2 separate regions of the Rattus norvegicus genome follow, and region 2 is linked to region 1. The links are chromatin contacts, called in public Hi-C maps. All regions are on one chromosome and are shown on one strand. The core of a region is the stretch at or near the end of the contact, and the rest is flanking DNA. Distances in the headings are between cores, read along the strand shown. Region 1 holds the start of Isg20 (interferon stimulated exonuclease gene 20). Region 2 has its middle 44 kb from the start of Abhd2.

What was found. Hi-C and Micro-C count contacts between places; a contact is called where the count stands out from the background.
Region 2: a Hi-C map of mammary epithelial cells shows a contact between it and region 1, with 4 times the contacts expected there. The contact joins the enhancer-like site here to the promoter of Isg20 in region 1. A contact is called at or near these places in 5 of 12 Hi-C or Micro-C datasets (the A7r5 cell line, Schwann cells, frontal cortex and 2 more).

Annotation. Positions count from the first base shown.
Region 1 is chr1:142,237,579-142,244,498 of GRCr8, forward strand. Isg20 (interferon stimulated exonuclease gene 20) reads left to right here and starts at 2,481. Exons shown (of 4, transcript NM_001008510.1): 1 at 2,481-2,494; 2 at 2,773-3,023; 3 at 4,910-5,110. The coding sequence starts at 2,796.
Region 2 is chr1:142,579,544-142,586,463 of GRCr8, forward strand. No RefSeq gene overlaps it. Among named protein-coding and RNA genes, the nearest start is that of Abhd2, 44 kb to the right of the region's middle. Within about 2 kb of position 2,973, at least 3 of the 93 cell types and tissues checked have an H3K27ac peak or open chromatin away from gene starts, as enhancers often do.

The DNA.
Region 1 (6,920 bases), core at 1,231-3,730:
AGAACCACTAAAGTCTAGTCACTGGTCCTGGCACTGAGGAAATGGTTAACAATGGTCTGAAGGAGGCTTTTGAGACCTTTAGGCCTGGGAAGAGGCACCCAATAAAGCCCCAGAACAAAGCCAGAGCTCAGGTTTAAACGAGAAGAAGCCATAGTTCAGAGAGGGTGCCACAGAGACTGGAAGGAAGGGACAGTGGGACAGATGAAAACTGCCTAGAAATTGCTGAAAAAAAAAAAAAAGACATGGTCTCAGAGTAGTCCAGATTAGCTTTGGACTTGCTGTATGACTAAGGATGACTTTAAACTCTTGATCTTCCTATCCCCATCAGCTGGTGTCATCAGCTGGTATCAGGATTATATGCTAAACCACCACATCTTGTTAATGCAGTGCTAGACATCAAGCGTGGGACTTCTTGCATGTTAAGCAATCACTCTACCATGCTGAACTACACCCTCAACCCAAACATTTAACTTTTGAAGTCTTAAAGTCAGACATCTGGGAAGTTCTTATCCAAGCCACAAGTCTTTGTTAATGTCTCATGGTTTTGAGGGCTGTTAGTCTATATAGATCTGAGCAAATACATAGACTATCTATGTGGGGCAGTGGACCATGCCACCAGACAGAAAACGTGGTAAGGTCAAGCAGATTCAGGAAACCCAGCAATTCTCATAATCGAGACCCGTAGGCGTTTAAATCTACTCCCGACTGAACATGACACTCCATTGAGAGGACTGTGACAATCAGTCACGTAAGGGACAACAGCTGAGGTCCTTCCACACGAAGGCAGATGAGGCATCCCTAACGTCCTCCATGAATAAACAGTTTGGACAAGCAACGACAGTTTCCTTCATCGAGGCTTCCCAGGGGGCAAGCCTTTGTCCTACAGAGCCTCGCTGAAGTCTCCTGCAGGCGAAGGTCTGAAGCTAAGCCATTCTGGCTCCAGGCTCATTGTGCCCCGCCCCCGCCTCCCACCCCTTCAACTCTTGCAGTTCCCATTCCCGGGAGTTTGAGAACCAGTTTCTGACCAGAAAAAAAATGGGCTGGGACCCCTATCTTAGGTTTCATTTCCTACCCCCCTGAGCTGTGTGTCCCACAAGCCCAGCGCCCCAGCGGAAAGGAACGTAGCCTAGCGCCTCTGTGTTTTGCCTCCCCGAGGGGCAAAGCGGAAAGCAGATCTACATACATTCCCTGGAACTCTCATCCTGACATGTTCTAAGAGCGCTCCTCTTAGAGAGCTGAGTCTGTTTCTGATCCATGCGTAGCTCAGTTTGTTTAGTAGAATACTGAACGTTCCCTGCATGGTAGGTGTAAGCAACAGGCGGCTCCATGTTCAGGGGAGTTTAGTGTAGCTATAGGAGAAAGGCCAGGGGCATCTAGAAGAGTCCAGAGCAGAGAGGGAAAGAAGCAGACTGCCAGTGAACAGGGCCATCTCACGGGAGCAAATAGGAGGGAGGAGCTAGAGAAGAGAATAGCAAGAGAAGCCCGGTGGGGTGGGGGTATTGCTGGTCTTAAAGAAAATGGAGAGAGCCTGGGAGCTAGCATAGTGGAGGAGTCACGGAGGGAAGAAGGTTCCGGAGGCTAGTGCAGAACAGGTGCATGTGAATAGGTACTGAGGGAGTCTGGAGGCCAGCATGGGCTGTCAAATGTAACCACAGAACTATTCTGACAAGCAGAAACCTGACACGTTTCTGAGGAATACTGCTTGAGAACTTTAATCTGTACCCCAGAAATCCTATAGTCTAGCTTGAGCTGAGCCCAGACTGTCATTTTGGACAAAGTCAGTGGGCTTGCCCTTTTCTGGATGGGGTGGGGGGGTGGGGTCTTGGGATTTTTCCTTTTGGACCTAATAATAGGCACCACTCTAAGGATTCTAAGTTCCAGGCTAGGAGACTACAACCCTGTAGGAAGAACAGCCTGGCTTGAGGCCCTCTCAAAGTCTGGTGCTGTTTGTCAAACTCTCCCAGGTGGAGTCTCGGTCCAGCGAGGCACTAAACTGGTAGAAGCCACCAACGACTAGACCCCCTCCTACCCAAACCCCCTCCTGCCCTTCCCAGTACCGGTGCCTCAAGGACAGCATGCTCTGCCCACAGAAAACCTCACAGCGTAGCACACTGGCAGCAGGTCCCAGAAGTTGTGGGACATTTCCCAGGCTCCAATTCCGGAGATGTTTATTCTCTGGGTGGAGGGTGAAAAAGCAAAGAAAGATGTTGCAATCCACTCTGTCCACGTCATCTGAAAGGGAGGAGGGCAGAGCCAGAGGAGGGACAGCCTGATGCAGACAGCCCTGACTCAACCTGCCAGCCCCCTTACCTGTCAGCCTTGAGGAGATGGAACAGCCCAGCCTACTAGGCCTGCCCCCACTCCCCAACTTCCCTTGATAATGAACCAGAAACTGAAACTAAAACGGCTCCGCTTGATGAGTCACTTCCCAAAGTGACTAAAGTAGCTGAGAAGTAGAAACAGAGGCAGAAGAGAACCCAGGGCACTGGGACAGGTGAGAGCAGGTACCACATCGGCGTCCAAACTGGGAGGCAATGGAAGGGGGCTTCTTAGTGGGACAGCCAGACAGGATCAGCAAACTCTGGGACCTATAGCACAGAGAAGCTGAAGGCTGGCAAGAGGCCAGCTTTGCCTGTTGCCAGGTGGCACTGGAGATAATGGGCAGGGCTCAGGGTGTAGTTTGGCAGGGTGGTGCAGGATGCCTGGAGGGTTGTTGGTTCTTGACTGACACCCTGGTTCTCCCCCACCCCCCCCCACCTCCCCATCCTCCAGGACTTCCTGAGGGTCTGAGGAGCATGGCAGACAGCCCAGAGGTGGTAGCCATGGACTGTGAGATGGTGGGGCTCGGGCCTCAAAGGGTGAGTGGCCTCGCCCGCTGCAGCATTGTGAACGTCCACAGCGCAGTCCTCTATGACAAGTACATCCAGCCTGAGGGAGAGATCACGGACTACAGAACCCAAGTCAGCGGGATCACGCCTCAGCACATGGCGAGGGCCACGCCATTTGCTGAAGCCAGGCTAGAGGTGAGTGAAGGGCCATGAGTCAAGTCAGCAGAGGTTGCAGACACCCCCTCCTTCCTCCTCAGCTCCTTCCTGAGGTCTGTGGTCTGCGACTCTCCCGTGAGACATTCCTCACAATTTTGAGGGGAGAACTCCGGGTCTCCCTGTCACAGCCCTCAGCTAGCTAGTTTCCCCTTTGGAGCGTCTATCTGGTCCAGCTTTCCGGTCTTACGATGGGGACATTGGGTCCCCTCTCTTCCATGCTACGCTGCTCTGGTGAGCCTGGGAGATGTTCTGAGGCTGAGTTAGTTCTGACGCAGCAGCCAGAGGCTCCTTGGCTGAAGGAGACTGTGTTCCCAGACTACGTGCTCTGGGTCACTGAAGCCCAAGGTTCTTACCCTTCAGCCTTGTGAGTATGTCTTCCAGACATGTAGGACACGGAGCTGAGCCATGCTAAGGGCTGTCCATCCTCCTCCTGGGCTGCCAGATGCCTGGATCAGGCTGGCTCATCAGCTGCGTAACAAGCAACCAGCCTCTGCCACTAACCCCCACCCGCTGTGGAAATCCCAGTACCCTGATGGTGCTTAGCAAAACACCCCCAAATAGCCCGAACATGAGTAGCATTTGTCACACTGATGCATCTGCGGTTGGCAGGGACAGGTAGAGGGGCAGTGTGTCAGGGCCAGTGGGCAGGAATTAGGTGTAATATTTGCCCGCCCTACGGGATTTTTCTAGGCTTTTCTCCGTGCATGACTTTCCTTCAGGGTTTTCTCAGCCATGGGAGTTCCATTCCCCATCTTCTGTTTGCCTACTGTTAAGATAGGGTCCCATGTAGCTCAGGCTGGCTTTGATCCTTCTGCCTCCATCTGCCCCAAATCCTGGGCTTCCAGACATGTGCCATGGTACCCGGTTTATATGGGATAGAACCTAGGTCCTTGAATGCTAGGCAAGCATTCTGCCAGTTGACCCACACTCCAGTCTTAGTTATCAATCTTTAAAGAGGACTACTACGGTCTTTGCAAATATCTACAATGGTCAGAGGCACTTTGGGCACAATCATTCACTCCTGAGGATCTCCATTGTTCTCTGTAAGGTCCTGCTAAGTCGGGCCTCCTTCCTAACGGAGCTAGTTTTTGTAGCCTCTGAATCGACCCGCCGACTTCATGTGTTAAGACGAGGTGGATTTATTATCTTAGTGTTCTTCAAGGCCTAATGGGACTAAAGCTAAGGAATCTGCAAGACTGGCTCCTCAGGCTCATTCCCAGCTTCCGGAGGTGCTGGGACACCTTGGCCTTAGTCCTTCCTCCATATTCAAAATGACCAACAGCACACAAATTCTCTTCATAAAGAACCCCTAGCCTTCAAGAGTAAGGGCCCTGTGATCAGGGGGACCTGTTCTGGAGCTGTCCCATCCTCTCTGTCCAGTGTCAGGGACTGGATCTTAGAATGTCCCAGCTGAGCTACAATCCCAGCAGAAGTGTCCCCTTTCTAAAATACCATCATCTGGCTAACAATGTAAGTTCCACATGCACCTTTGCCCCGCCCCAACCCCATCCCCGATCTAGGGATGTAGTCACGGATTCTCCTCAGAGGGGTCGGGATAGCGTTCAGGAGGTCATGATGTGCCCCGCCACAGCCGAGTTGCCAAGGAGATTAAAGGATGCAGTCTGCGTGCTGTTTGTTCACAAAGGCCCATCCCATGAGCCACGGGAGCAGCCCAGGGTAGGAATCCTCACAGACTAAGACTGCTTTGAGAAGGGCTTCGGGCCCTGCTTCCCACCCGTGACGAAGGATGATTTGCCCAAGGTCAATTAGCAACCCCAGGAGTGGCTACTATGGGGAAGGGGGAATCCCCAGGCCTGGAGAACCCAGGGTGGACAGTGTGTGAGACAACCTGTCTTCCTGGACAGATCCTGCAGCTTCTGAAAGGCAAGCTGGTGGTGGGCCATGACCTGAAGCATGACTTCAGTGCCCTGAAGGAGGACATGAGAAAATACACCATCTACGACACGTCCACAGACATGCTGCTGTGGCACGAGGCCAAGCTGCACTGCTACAGCCGTGTGTCCCTGAGGCTGCTGTGCAAGCGCCTGCTGCACAAGAGCATCCAGGTGAGGAGCTTCCCGGCCCCTGTGACCCTTCTCTCTCTTCTCCCTCCTCTCTCTCTCCCTCCCTCCTCCCACTCAGGTAAGGAGTAACCTGCCCTTCCTCTTCCTCCTCTCCTCCTCCAAGCAAGGAGTCCTCCTGCTTTCTCCCTTAGTCCTCCCTCTCCTTCCCTGATTCTAAAAGTGAGGATCTTCCTCTCCCTCCTCCCCGTGCTCCCACTCCTCCCAAGGGCAGGTCAGTCCCACCTGGCCTAAGCAGGCTCCGGGTGAGAAGCCTCTGCAGCGTGCTGATTCTAGGCCTCATCCATCCCCTGGGACTCCACGCCAACACTCAAGGAGCCCTTGTGTGGACGACTCTTTCCTCTCCTCCCGAGAGACTGGATGCTTGTATGTGTGATGCGTCTTTGGCTTCAGGAGACCAGAGTCCAGGAAGAATTCAGAAAGTCTCTGAATCCCATGAGTACCCACAGTGAGGGAGAGGGGAAAGCCCCTGGCTCAGGCTTCTTGGTTTAAATCCACAAGGCTTATGCCATGACAGCCGCCCTCCCCACAGGAAAGTGGTGGAAAGCCTGCACCTCCCGTGGCCATAGTGGGACCTGACAGCTGGGGGGGGGGGTCCAGTCCTAGATCAGTCAGTGCTGTTGCTAGGTGCTACCTCCTCGGTTTGTGACATTGGATTCACCCTCACCCCTATAGGAAGAGCTGTGGGTGGGTGTCTTAGTTAGGGTTTTACTGCTGTGAGCAGACACCATGACCAAGGCAACTCTTACAAGGACAACATTTAATTGGGGCTGACTTACAGGTTCAGAGTTCAGTCCATTACCATCAAGGTGGGAACATGGTAGCATCCAGGCAGACATGGTGCAGGAGGAGCTGGGAGTTCTACATCTTCATCTGAAGGCTGCTAGCAGAATACTGGCTTCCAGGAAGCTAGGACTCACAGTGACACACCTACTCCAACACAGTCACACCTTCTAATCGTGCCTCTCCCTGGGCCAAACGCATACAAACCATCACAGTGGGGGACAAACCCTAACAGCCAAATACTACACAGAGGCCCTCCTAGTCAACAATTTCTTTTGTTTGGTTTTCAAGACAAGGTTTCTCTGTGTCGCCCTGGCTGTCTTTGAACTGTCTCTGTAGATCAGGCTGGCCTCGAACTCATAGAGACCTGCCTGCCTCTGCCTCCTGAGGGCTGGGAATAAAGGTCTGTTGGCTCTGCTCAGCTGTTTTGGGGTTTTTGTTTTGTTTTGTTTTGTTTTGTTTTTCCAGCACCGGGGAATCAGACCCAGGGCTTAGAACATAGCGTGCAGAGCGAATGCCCTACCGTGAACTACACCCCTGGCCAGCCTTCATTCTCTTATAGTAGGCTCTGGCTATGCAGCCTGATACTCATAATCCTTCTCCCCCTTCAGCCTTCTGAATGCTGGCATTGCAGGTATATGAATGACCAGCTTCAGTAGCTTTCATTGAGCACCTACTCTGTGTCAGGTGTGCAGGTTAGCATGCCATGCCCCTGTCTAGGAGGAGCTCTTGGTTGAATGGGAGGCCCCCAGGGACAGGCTTTGCCCAGTAGAAGGTAGGGGACAGTGGGGGATAACACTCAGTTGGCAGATTGCTTTTCTAGCATGCACAGAGCCCCATGTTCAATCCCCAGCACCGCAGAAACCAAGCACTGCACGTGCCTGAATTCTAGCACTTGAGAGGTAGAACAGGAAGATCAGAAGTTTCTGGTCACCCTCAGCCACAGAGGCTAACCTTAAAATATGGGGGGTGGGAGAGAGTATCCTAAGGATGGGGAAAACAATGGTCTGCG
Region 2 (6,920 bases), core at 1,723-4,222, 340 kb after region 1:
TTGAGGGAAGGTCACAAGGTTGGAGGATGGATATGGAAGGCCTGGGATGTAAGTGGGACTGGGGTGCATGATGTGAAATCTTCAAAGAATCAATAAAAACAATGTTGAAAAAAAGCCTTAGAATATTGTGAGGACCCTAAGAAATGAGGACCAAGAAGGAGATCGTAGTAAAACATAAAGAACGAAGTATGGAGCTGAGAGGTGACTCTGTGGGTAAAAATTCACTGTGTGGGGGTTGGGGATTTAGCTCAGTGGTAGAGCGCTTGCCTAGCAAGCGCAAGGCCCTGGGTTCGGTCCCCAGCTCCGGAAAAAAAAATTCACTGTGTGAACTCAGCTAGAGTTTCTACTGCTGTGAAGAAACACCATGGCCAAAGCAACTTGAGGAGGAAGGGTTTATTTGACTTACACTTCCACATTACTGCTCATTATCAAAAGAAGTCAGGACGGGATCTCAAACAGGACTGGAACCTGGAGACAGTCGCTGAGGCAGAGGCCTGGGGGTGGGGGAGCTGCTTACTGGTTTGTAACTCATGGCTTGCTCAGCCTGTTTTCTTATAGAACCCAGGACTGCCAGCCCAGGGATGGCACCACCCACGATGGGCCAGGTCCTCCCCATCAATCACTAATTAAGAAAATGTCTTACAGGCTTGACCACAACCTGATCTTTTGGAGGCATTTTCTCAGTTGAGGGTCCCTCCTCTCATATGACTCTAACTTGTGTCATGTTGACATAAAACTTGCCAGCACATGGTGCTAGAGAAGTATCTAAGAGATATATCCTAAACCATAGGCAGAGAGGGAGAGGGAAAGGGAGAAGGGGAGTGAGGAGAAAGAGAAAGAGGGAGAGGAAGAGGAAGAGAGGAAAGGGAAGGGAGAGGAAGGGAGGAGGGGGAGACAGAGAGGGAGACACAGGGCTTAGCATGGGCCTTCAAAACCTCAAAGCTCAAACCCAATGACACACTTCATCCAACATGGCCCCACCTGCTCCAACAAGGCCACACCTTCTAATCTTTGTAACCCTTTCAAAGAGTTCTACTCCCTGGTGACCAAGCATTCAAACATTTAAGCTTATAGGACCATTCTATCCAAACCACCACCCTGAAAAAGTATGAGGACCAAGTTCTGATCCCCAGACCATGTAAAAAGCTGGGTGTGGCTTCAAGCTTCTGCAACCCTAGGATTAGGGAGTGTAGTCCATAAGCTCCACTTTCTTTGAGAGACACTGTCTCAAGACTAATAACAAATGATGGTGATGATGATGGTGGTGGTGGTAATGGTGGTGATGATGGTGGTGGTGATGATGATGGTGGTGGGTGGTGGTGGTGGTGGTGGTGATGGTGGTGGTGATGATGGTGGTGGTGATGATGGTGGTGATGATTGATGATGGTGGTGGTGGTGGTGGTGGTGGTGGTGTGGGTGGTGGTGAGGGTGGTGGTGATGATGGTGGTGGGTGGTGATGGTGGTGGATGGTGGTGGTGGTGGTGGTGGTGGTGGTGGTGATGGTGGTGATGATGATGGTGATGGTGGTCGTGGTGATGATTGATGATGGTGGTGGTGGTGATGGTGGTGGTGTGGGTGGTGGTGAGGGTGGTGGTGATGATGGTGGTGGTGGTGATGATGATGGTGGTGGGTGGTGGTGGTGGTGGTGATGGTGGTGGTGATGATGGTGGTGGTGATGATGGTGGTGATGATAGATGATGGTGGTGGTGGTGGTGGTGGTGGTGTGGGTGGTGGTGAGGGTGGTGGTGATGATGGTGGTGGGTGGTGATGGTGGTGTATGGTGGTGGTGGTGGTGGTGGTGGTGGTGATGATGGTGGTGATGATGATGGTGATGGTGGTCGTGGTGATGATTGATGATGGTGGTGGTGGTGGTGGTGGTGGTGTGGGTGGTGGTGAGGGTGGTGGTGATGATGGTGGTGGGTGGTGATGGTGGTGTATGGTGGTGGTGGTGGTGGTGGTGATGATGGTGGTGATGATGATGGTGATGGTGGTCGTGGTGATGATAGATGATGGTGGTGGTGGTGGTGGTGGTGTGGGTGGTGGTGAGGGTGGTGGTGATGATGGTGGTGGGTGGTGATGGTGGTGTATGGTGGTGGTGGTGGTGGTGGTGGTGGTGATGGTGGTGATGATGATGGTGATGGTGGTCGTGGTGTGGGTGGTGGTGGTGGTGGTGGTGGTAGTGGTGATGGTATGGAAAGAAATAGAGGACATGTAATGTCAATCTCTGACTTGTATATGCATGTACACACACAAGTACACATATCCTCATGGATTTATCTCTTAGCTACATTTGACACATACACAACACATACTCAATCCAAGGTTTAAGATTATGCCTCTCGTCTTTGTGGAAATCAGAATGAGTATCATTCCACTGGATATAAGTCCACTTCAATTCACTTCAGCAAATAGCCAAAGGAGGATGGAAGGTAGGCCCTCCTGTGGTGATCCCTATTCCTCAAGAGGCTACGGCAGGACCACACACTCAAGACAAGCCTGGGCTATATAGTATGTTCAAAAGCAGGCTGGGCAACTTAATGAGGCCTTGTCTCAAAATAAAGAATAAGAAGAAAGCTTGGTATATGGATCAGTGGTACAGCGCCTGCCTAGCATGTCCAGAGTCCTGGATTGAATCCCTAGAACAACATTCACCCGACCACACACATGCATGCACGCACGCATGCGTGCACACACACACACACACACACACACACACACACACACACACACAAAATTAGTCATTGGTCCAAAGAGTAGACAGTTAAATAGGGCAGATTTGAGCTGAATTTGAGTCTGCTTCAGAGCCACCTACCACCAGGACCACAGTGACAGGAAAAATGTCTCTCCCCTGAGCCTCCACCCCAGTCTCTGATCTTCCTTTGCCTATGGCCTTCCTTCTCAGCTACACAGAAGGGCTTTCTCCGCACGATAGAAAACATGACCTCAGGCAGTCTGGGCTGAAGTTTCGGGCCCCCTGCCAAAGAGGAAGAGACATCTTCCCCATTCCACTGAAAACAAAGCAGAAGTGGGTTTAAAGTGCACCCTCACCCCCAACTCACCCCTGTTCCCAACCAAGCCAGTCGGGGTAATTTGATTTGTCATCTATCTGGAAGCCATTAGTTGAGACTGGGGAGTAGTGTCCTCCAGAAGAAGGAGGCTGAGGGACAAGATGGAGAGCTGGTTCCACAGTTCAGATCACTCGCTGCAGGGCAGGGGACAGCTGGGTTCCCAGAGCCCGCGTGGATGGCAGCTGGGTTCCCAGAGCCCACGTGGATGACAGCTGGGTTCCCAGAGCTCTCGTGGATGGCAGCTGGGTTCCCAGAGCCCATGTAGATGACAGCTGGGTTCCCAGAGCCCGCGTGGATGGCAGCTGTGTTCCCAGAGCCCGAGTGGATGGCAGCTGGGTTCCCAGAGCCCGCGTGGATGGCAGCTGGGTTCCCAGGGCCTGCGTGGATGGCAGCTTGGTTCCCAGAGCCCGCGTGGATGGTGTATAACAAGCCAGGCAGCCACAGAATCACACATTCTCTAGATTCAGAGTCTACAGTTCCCAACAATTACCAAAGGGACACACCCAAAAGCCTCATCTTGGAAGACACCTTGGCAACGTTCAGTTCAAAGCTCTCATTTTCCTGCTGTGGATGCTGTGAGCAGACAGTTTACGAGGTTTTCCTAAGGCCCGGGTAGGACTTTGTATGCTTGGGTGTCTCTCAGGGGAAGGGTCACGACCTGACCTGTATTTCAGGGAAAGATGAGATTGAGGGTCTGTGACTGTTCTTGACACCCACATCCCCAGTACACAAAGAGCCAGGGGTTGGCCAACCTGGGTTACATAAGTGAGTTGAAGGCCAGCCTGGGCTATATAGCAAGACCCTGTCTCAAAAAAAAAAAAAAATCCAAAGAAGACCATGGCGGGAGAAGAGAGGGAGGGAAGGAAGGTTGGTTTTAAACAAAATAAGGGAAATGGCTGAGGACAACAACAGCTGTGCTGTTGTTTCAAAGTCCCACAGGTGTACTGACTTGTGGAGGAATTTCAAAAACTGAGTCTGACCCCACATGACTGGAAATGAACAAACGTTGACTTGAGTTTCATAAAAAGGGACAGGGAGTTTCTGAGAACTTCAGCCTGGAAGCAGGACTAGGATTCGGGCCTCACTGAGGACGGATCCTGCCAGACAGGCATCATTTCTTCTTTAGATAAATTTCAGAACCTGGCAAGTTGTCTGGGGAACACTCTCTCAGACCCCGGGTTTCTGTCTTGTCAAGTCAGAGCTGAAAGTCAGGGATGAGGAGATGTGGGCTGAGCACAGAGGGCTGAGCTGGTAGACTGTGTCCTTGGGGAGTGGGCTCATTATCTCCACCACCAAACCAAACCAAACCAAACCAAACCCCAAGGACAGTAAACTTGCAGCCCTCCAATGAATTCAACCTTCAGACATTTTAAATCAGTGAGGGAAAAGGTTCATAGCTTGGTGGTAGAGCAAGTGCCTAGCATTTACAAGGCCCTGGGTTCAATCCCCAGTACAGTAAAGAATGGAATAAAACAGTGCTAATTGTTGCCTGGAGACCAGCCTAGGCTGTGAGAGACCCTGTCTTTAAAAAAAATGGTGGTTCATGTCTTTAAATCTAGAAGATGGACCCGGGACGCAGAAGCAGGTGGATCTCCAAATTCGAGGCTAGCCTGGTCTATAAGTGAGTTCTAGTACAGCCAGGGCTACATACATGATATATGAGACCATATATCAAAAACAAGTACATGAAGACAGTCTCCACAAAATTGCCTTCCTGGATTTCTGATGGTCCTTGCCTTCCCTCTGCCCAGCATGGCTACCCCTGCCCTCTATGGTTGAAGAAAACATATGCTACTCTAATTTGCCCATGTCAGGACACTCCCTACCGCCACTCACAAGTTCTGCTATCTGCTACCTGTCTGTAAGTATACTTTTGGCTACTTTATTGGGTTCTTTTCCCTACCACCATTATCCCTCCGAACCCCCAACACTAGGTAGGAGAGAAAGAAGGTTAGGGGGAAAGGAGGTATTGATATCGTTAGATTACTTCCTGCTGACTAGGGTCACTGAATTCCTTGGAGAAAGTCCAATATTTGTCGTCAAGGTATCTCCCACTAGCAATCAAGAAAACAGCAGCAAAAACAGCAGCAGCAGCAGGGGGAACAGTAGCCCTCTCTCAGGAGCTTTGGCCTTTTTATAGCCTCTCAGGAGTCCCCAGAGTTCCAAACATAAACTATGTTCAGCTGGCAAACTCATATCCCTACCAGAGCAAATCAGCTGCTGTAGACAGTCTGAAGCAGCCCCATATCCCACACCTGAGCACCCTGGTTCCCCGGTTGAGGAAGTTTGAAAACCCGGTGACCCTGAGGAACAGTAGGCGTTATGCCTGACTCCCAGGAAACCAGGCCGGTCACTAACCCGCAGCCCTCCATAGATTTGTGGCCATCAGTCACATAAGGGCAATGCCCCAAGCCCCTCCACAAGTAGAGAATGTGACCTCGTCCTTCCGTTCTTCCGTCTTTCCATAGGCTCTGAGACAGATCTCCATTACAATGAGGTATCTAAAGGCCTGGAGGCTTAGCCAATGAATTTCCTTTCCCAGACACTCCTCCCTGCAAAAGGTATTTAATCTCAGGCCCACTCTGAGAAGTGGGGTACAGTTTTACTCATACACTTTCTGCCATGACAATAAACGTCTTGTAACCATGGACTGCCTCTTTTCATCGAGATCCTCCATGGGGAGCCGCAGAGAAGGCCTTCGCGCCTACAGACCCAACATCTAATCTCCCAAAGAAAGCCTCCCTGTGTTCCCAGCCACCACCACTACCAAACCAAGTACACAGCCTGCAAGCCAAGGACTATCCCCATGGGACCAGCCGGAGTGGCTGCATGCCTACATTTGAGACAAAGTAATAAATGAAAACACAAGAAATTAAAAATAAGAAAAGTGTTTCTTCTTTCTTTCAAATTTGAAAGAAAGTGTATATGTTATATTGTTACATATGTTATATATGTTTTAAAAAAAGTACTTTCCAGTAACCAAAGTGATCAGAACATTTAAAATTGACACACTGATTAAAGTGCATTGGACAACTTTCAGGACACTTAGGGCTGACTTGGGTTCTACTCTAGACAGCACTGTCACACCCTGTAGCCACTATCACCAATTTGGAGGTCTTTTTCTTTTCGTACAGGCAGATGGGAGATGCAGGCCTGGTCCTCCTTGTCAGTGATTCTAGATTCTTGAATTTAAGATGGGCAGCACAGTGATTTAAACCTCACCAACCTCTTAGCATCTTATCAAGATAAACAAATAAAACAAGCTAGGCTTGCAGAAGGCAGTGTCGCTGATTCGCTGATTCGCAGCTCCCTGGGATGGCCTACTTGTTCTGCTTGGTTGTTTTTTTTCTGAAAGCCATGTTTTTCTCGTGTATCCTCTGCAATTTTAATTCAGCGCATTGTGGCATCTCTTCACCTCAGTTGTCTGGGAATGGCTGGAGGTCGCAGGGGAAACGGAACCAGGTGTGAGCAGCAGTCTCTCCTCTGTAAAGGTGGGCACTGTCAATGGGACGTATTCCCTAGGCAACACTCTAAAGGATGCTCCACGGCCTAATAAGTGGATAGAGTCGATAACGTGCAATTACAGGTTTTGCCTCAGTGAATAGCATCATGGAGAGCATCATGAAGCATCATAGGTGACTGTAGAATCACAAATGGGATACAACAGACTAAAGGCAAGTCTCAAAGATATACAATTCCTTCTAATCTGGGAAAACTAACTTGTAGCAACTTGAAAGAGACAATGGACTGCTTTCTCTGAAGTTAAAACTATGCTAGCAAACATTTAAAGTCATGCTCAAATGGAGTAGACACTGGAGGAGTTCCTGTGAAAGTAATAATATTCATCACACA